2 separate regions of the Salmo salar genome follow, and region 1 is linked to region 2. Evidence: chromatin contacts called from public Hi-C data. All regions are on one chromosome and are shown on one strand. Each heading gives the region's core, a stretch centred on a gene start, on an enhancer-like site or on the middle of the called end of the contact. The rest is flanking DNA. Distances are from core to core; before and after follow the strand shown.

What was found. Hi-C and Micro-C count contacts between places; a contact is called where the count stands out from the background.
Region 1: a contact with region 2 is called in a Hi-C map of gill, with 3 times the contacts expected there. The contact joins the promoter of LOC106589529 here to the promoter of mrtfab in region 2. A contact is called at or near these places in 2 of 3 Hi-C or Micro-C datasets (gill and muscle).

What each region holds. Positions count from the first base shown.
Region 1 is chrssa28:13,913,581-13,917,131 of Ssal_v3.1, reverse strand. It overlaps LOC106589529 (chromobox protein homolog 7), which reads right to left and starts at 1,416. Exons shown (of 6, transcript XM_014179624.2): 1 at 1,036-1,416. The coding sequence starts at 1,104. It overlaps LOC106589528 (josephin-1), which reads right to left. Exons shown (of 6, transcript XM_014179623.2): 6 at 1,645-3,401. The coding sequence ends at 3,299.
Region 2 is chrssa28:13,710,092-13,713,321 of Ssal_v3.1, reverse strand. It overlaps mrtfab (myocardin related transcription factor Ab), which reads right to left and starts at 1,951. Exons shown (of 18, transcript XM_045710328.1): 1 at 1,815-1,951; 2 at 62-129.

The DNA.
Region 1 (3,551 bases), core at 167-2,666, 200 kb before region 2:
CAAGCACCAGTATGGGAGAGAGTGGAGAGTGTGTGGGGGAGGATGTTGATTGTGATGTTGCTATGCTTACAGTCTCCACTCCAAGCACAGAGATAGGTAGCCTATAATAACCTTTCAAAATCCAGGAAATGTATGTCTTCTCATCTAAACTATGTCATGTCAATACCGAGAATTCATTCCAGATGACGTTATCCTATAGCTTCTCGACTTTGACAGCTCCTAGATAGCATGACGTTATCGCACATGAGCGCACTGGTGGATGGAGAGAATTGGGATCCTCACAAGACCCCCCCCACACACACACACAAAGAATATTACATAAAATGATGTGTGGGTAGGACACTGATTATTCAAACACAACAATATTTGACAGCAAGCAACGTTTTCCCCTATGTAACGGGACTGCATGGCAATAATAACGGTTGACGTGCGCCTGCACCGACAATGACTCATGCACTTACGGTATCGAGTTCACTTTTAATGCAGTGCGAAATACGATATTAAAATACCCAACACTTACAAGGACTTAGTAGCATACATTAATTCACGTCTATGGATGCGCGTCAAAAGGGGGGCGCGTTTTGCGCCCTAATAACCCACAAACCTGTATTTCTAATTTCCTCCGCGAAACTGCGTAGCTCTTCACAAATCCAGAATAGCCTATTAGCGTAACTGTATAACCCGAGGGCTATTATTCTGGCAATGCACAGGACTGAAGGCAAGGTTTCGGTTCCAATATGATTATTCTGTTACACATTATCTTAGGATAGACAGCTGGCACGCTGACTATACTGTAACGTTAACGCAATGGCAACACGCTCCACTTTATGTTAAAGGGATACACTCCCCCCACTCACGCCCCCTTATATGATTATATTCAGTGGATACTGGATATAAATAGGCTACTGGTAAGTGCTTTTCAATATAGCCAGCTGTGTTCCTTATTGGAGCTAGGCTACGCTAGAATGGATATTCTCCCAATTGCGTACTTGTCATTATGTAACATGCGTTTTATTTCCAATATGAATACCTTACCTTTTTAACTCTTTTCTTGATTATTGATTCCACAGCAAACACTTGTTCACCAATCGCTGACAGCTCCATTGGTCCAGCACAGAACGTTCTGTCTGCTCTTTGAAATAGATTGATCCAGTACAAACGAGAATAAGTGCTGTTAGTTTAGCTTTCCGCTATAAAGTAACTGTAGACAGGCTATGACAAGTATCTACGCGTCGCTTTTCAAAAACGGCTGTTTTCTCCTCCCCCCGACCCTCCCTCTACAAACTGAGCATTGTTTTCGTTTAAGTTGGAGCTGAATTTCTCCCTTCCACTTCCTTGTACCAGATATTTCCGTATGTACAGTGACTTCTCAAATCTGCGACACATCTGCACTGCTTAGCGCGTCCCCGTGCTTCCAAAAGCTCGTCCTAGGCGCGCTCTTCGTTCCACAGCGCCAAAGCAACGCTGGCAGCTCGAGCCTGGACCAACGCTGGAACATGGGCCCGCGCACGCAGATGACACAAGCAGTAGCAGGAAAACAAAGTAACCAACCCTTGGCCCATTTCTTATAAATGTGCTCTACTCTCCATCCAAATTCCAACAGCAATTTCACTCAAGAAATTAAGCCACATCCTCACTAAGGAGTGTACATAAAGTGCCATTACAAGCATTTTATTTTTGTGAAAAACAAGAGAAAATAACACAACCAGGACCCTTCAATAGAGGGGAGAAGGTGGGTGGGATTGTCATGGCAAAAACAAAATCCTCTGTGTCACCACAGAGTTTCTTTTCCCAAACACCCTGATTTAAAGTAGTGAGGGGATTTTCTACCTGTGAGTTTGGTTGCCCAACCTGAAATCCCCTAGGGGAAGCCTCAGTCCAACAACCTCATTGATTTGTCTCATGAGTAGTGATAGTTGAAAATGATAAAATTATCAGTTTAATGAACCAGCGATTGGATGCTCAGATGAATAGGAAAACAGTTGGGATGGAGCTAATGAGGAGCAAAATTCAACAATCCCTCTTTAGGTAGAGAATAATGCCTGCTTCCTCTGTAAACACATTAAAGGCCTTATCAAGTCTTCAATAATACACAATATGTTGTTGTGATGATAAAGACCCATCAACCAACACAAATGGCTGATTTCAAAACTAACATGGTCTGGCTGGGCTCATGCCGTTCTTTCACTTTTTCCTTCTACACATGGATCACTTTCTCTTATTCATTCAACTGTCAACCTTTTCCCCTCTTACTCCACTTCTCACTCAGCATTCTGGACATTTCAGCCATGGCATCTACAGATAGATCAAAATCTAACAGTGCATTTTCAGTGAACAATTCTAAACCTTGGGTATAATAACCATTTCTACTGATTCCACAATTCTGTATATTTGGCAGGTGGATTTTTGGAAATAACTATTTAGCCATGGTCAATTGCTCAGGAGTTTTTCTTTACTACAAAACAGAAAATAACTCCCCATGGGCTGTGACTAGCCCATAACACAGGTTGGTGGATTTTCCTGGTCAGATCACATTGAAACCCTCCTGGCTCTACCTTGTTACAGTATATAGCCATGTGTCAATACCTGGGCCTAACACAACCTTAGCTTAGAGGAATTCTAGCTTGAAGACAGGAACTAGCAAGGCTTTCTACTAACAGACAGATGGCCTCAGCAGTAACTGAGAGGATAAAACAGCTGCATACACTGGGGGGGATATAATGTTGGCCGAGTGAAAAACTAATTGTGAGTGGTGACAGAGGAAGAGACACTGAGGTAAAGAAGAGATGTACAGTCATAGTAGAGCAGAGAATGACAAATAGAGATACACAAAGAAAAAGAGAAGAGAAACATGAAGATGCATCAGTGAATATACAGTACAGGGGTAAACAGGAGGGGGGGGGAGCGAGAGATAGATAGATACTGGTGTATTACACAGTCACACGCCTCCCATACTTGGAAACAGTAATGTACAAAAAAAAAAAACATAGAAAAATAATCAATATATAAACACAGAATCCCAAACAGTATGTTCATAAATCTAAGTGTTGTGTAGTGTGAAATGTTCTTGACCTCCCTGTATGAATCCATTTCCTTCATCACTTCAGGTTTCAGCCAGAGTCCAGCAATGGGTGAGTAAGCAAAAAAAGTACATCCGGCCAGTGCGCATCTGTGTGATTGGCTGAGCACAACCCCACCTGCTTTTCAATCTATACCCTGCTTGGACCACGCCAGTTATCCTGAGCAGCAACTGGGAAAAGTCTAATCCGGTAGAGAAAAGGTTGGCGGGCACATTCAATCAACAGCCATCTGACCTCCATGTTTGGTGGACCTCCACCTCCTCAGACACCACCAATAAGAGCTCACAGTTTTTCCCTCTCAGCTGGTGGCGCAGGAACTTCCTGTTGTGTGGATGGAATTGAAAGAACAGAAGAAGAATAAAGATATCAGCTTGTTATTCATTAGGCGTTAGACAAATATCGATCACCGTTGTGGATGGCGGCCGTGGAATGATCTATTATTTAGCAAAGGGAATGAGACTCTTAATGAAC
Region 2 (3,230 bases), core at 702-3,201:
ATTGTGACAACAACAAGAGATGAGTGATGGACTGGATGTTGAACGGGAAATGTGAATTTACCCGTTCCGCTAAATCCTTGAAAACAAATGGGATGGTTTTTCCATTTCAGCACACAGCTAGGAAGAGTGCTGAAAGAGAAGGGAAAGAGATTGTCATTAGTCCAAGCACATTGCTACAAATTGGCCTAGCAACTATTCATCAATCATTGTATGCAAACTCACCATGGCATGATGCAGATCATTCATGACATGAATACAAACTAGCGAACTATTTAGGTAGCTATGCATGTAGCTCTATGGTGCAACATGATGAAGAGATAATCTCGTTTGGCCCAATAGCTGTTAACATGTCGATATCAAGGGCAATGTGTATGATTAGATAGCCAAATCCACAGTTAGCGTAATAGCTAACCACAGATGTCACGACAGCTGTCATTGGCTCATATGGCTGATAGCTTACGTTACACAATACCCTTTGACAACAATACAGTATCTACCCAGCAAACATGACCCCATGTGAGTATTTGGTGGGCACGGGCTAACCCACAACAAGCCCAACACGGGCTAGCCCACAACAAGCCCAACATGGCTTTCCCACACTAGTCCAACAAAGGTTAGCCCACACCAAGCCCAGCTTCTTCATAAATGTAAAGGTGGGGGCTCATTAGAATAGTTAGTGGCGTGGTTTGCAAATATGTTAAAGTGAAAAAAATGAGTGTTTGGAACTTTAAAGACAATTATCTAGGAATCATATTTTTTCAGATAGAACCTTATAGTTCTATGGTTATTTTTGTGCAATCTTACTAGTGAATTTAAAAAGAAAAAAATACCTTGTACATTGTCAATGACGAATACTGTAAAACAATATATATTTATAAGTGCATGAGACATGACAACTAAGTTTCTCTGGTAATGATATATATATATATATCATTACCAGAGAAACTTAGTTGTCATATATATATATATATATGATAACGACAACATTGTTGTCTTTCTGATACAATGTAACAGGCAGCCGATCCAAAAGGGTGGGCTTATTTCAGGAAAAGTGAGGGCTGCCCTTGGGGCCAATGTGGAGCCTTTGAGCAAAGGCGCATCCTACATGGGTTTAACCCGCATTGGGACCACATCCTGCCAATGTGGGCACATTTTCTAGGCAAAGTGAGGGCTACCCTCACCCCCACACTGAGCCAATGTCTTTGGGGCAAATGTGGAGCCGATGATCAGAAGGCACATCGGCCCAATGTGGGAAGCCTACATGTGGCCAATATTTTTGCCCGCATTGGGCCCATATTGTCATTGTGCCAATGTGGACAAATTGGCTCGGTATCTAGGCTAGTTAACTACGCAGTGGGAGCTCACCTGAAAATTGTCCAACGCAGAACTATTGAATAACGAAATCCAATACCTCCACAACAGCGAAGAGAAAAGGGGTTTAAGCGAATCTATCAACAGTAAAACTAGACAAGTCCACCTCCCCGGCTACAAACAGCTAACGTTAGCTACAAGAAATAGCTAGCTTAGCATCTGATGCTAGCAGCTACCTGTCAGTCTAGTCACGCGGTGGTAATATCGAAGTATCTTGCTCTATATCGTGATGTTAAAGATTGAGAAAACGCATTAATTCATTAGTTACTTATCACTGTCGCTATTATTGTTGTTAACGAGGTTAAAAGCCTTCGGCTTTAGTGGTGCACCACTTCCGACTCACAACGGAAACTTTGACCGGAAAACCCTCCTCTCAGCCAGAAAGGCAAATCGTTACTGCCATATAGCAACAACTTGATGACCAGTATCAAATATATACTCACATCTAACCACACGACTGAATGAGATGTCAACTGCTTTGGGAATAATGTAGCTATGGCATAGATGTTTTTCCAGTCTTGCCTTGAATTGAAGAGAAGTTGAATCATGGCAATAAACTCTTTCTGTGTTGTGGGCTTGTGGAGTGAAATGCATGGTCTGTGGCGCCACCTACGGGTTATTTCTGATCCCTTTCCAAAACTCAGGCCTGACAGTCATCGGAAGTTCGACATCGAATAGATTAGATGATGGGTGAGTTTTAGCAAGCATATGGAGTTGCATAACCATCACTTAAGAATATCTGACTTTTAAGAAAGTGCTCATCATTATGATCAGATTATTGTACATGTCTTATATGATCTTTCACTGATTAAAGTGAAACTGGAAACACATCTCCCTCACTAGCTTTAAGCACCAGTTGACAGAGCAGCTCACAGATTACTGCACCTGTACATAGCCCATCTATAATTTAGCCCAAACAACTACCTCTTCCCCTACTGTATTTATTTATTTATTTTGCTCCTTTGCACCCCATTATTTCTATTTCTACTTTGCACTTTCTTCCACTGCAAATCTACCATTCCAGTGTTTTACTTGCTATATTGTATTTACTTCGCCACCATGGCCTTTTTTTTGCCTTTACCTCCCTTATTTCACCTCATTTGCTCACATTGTATATAGACTTATTTTTCTACTGTATTATTGACTGTATGTTTGTTTTACTCCATGTGTAACTCTGTGTTGTTGTATGTGTCGAACTGCTTTGCTTTATCTTGGCCAGGTCGCAATTGTAAATGAGAACTTGTTCTCAACTTGCCTACCTGGTTAAATAAAGGTGAAATAATTTTTGGGCCCGAACAATAATACAAGTATGTAAAACTGTCTAATAAACATTCTGCAGTGAAGTGCATGAGACGCACACACTACATAATACATTGTGAAACTGTGATCTGATGAATTCTTTTAAGATGCATCCTTTCCATTTTTATGAACCTGATTTTATTTGGTAAATTGTGTGTGTGTGTATATATACAGAGCTCCAGAAGATGGCTGCAGAGGTGTTTGGGATGGAGGCAGCTCTCAGGGCTTCTGAGTGGTGCAGTGGTCTAAGGCACTGTATCTCAGTGCAAGAGGTATCACTGCAATCCCTGGTTTGAATCCAGGCTGCATCACCTCTGGATGTGATTGGGAGTCCCATAGGGTGGCGCACAATTGGCCCAGCGTCGTCTGGGTCTGGCCGGGGTAGGCCGTCATTGTGAATAAGAATTTGTTCTTAACTGCCTAGTTAAATAAAGGTTAAATAAAAAAAATAAACATCCCCTCTGGAACCATGGTAAACCTCATAACCAGCGACAGCCCGCCCAAATATATATATATATATATATATATATACATACATACATACATACAAAACATTAAGA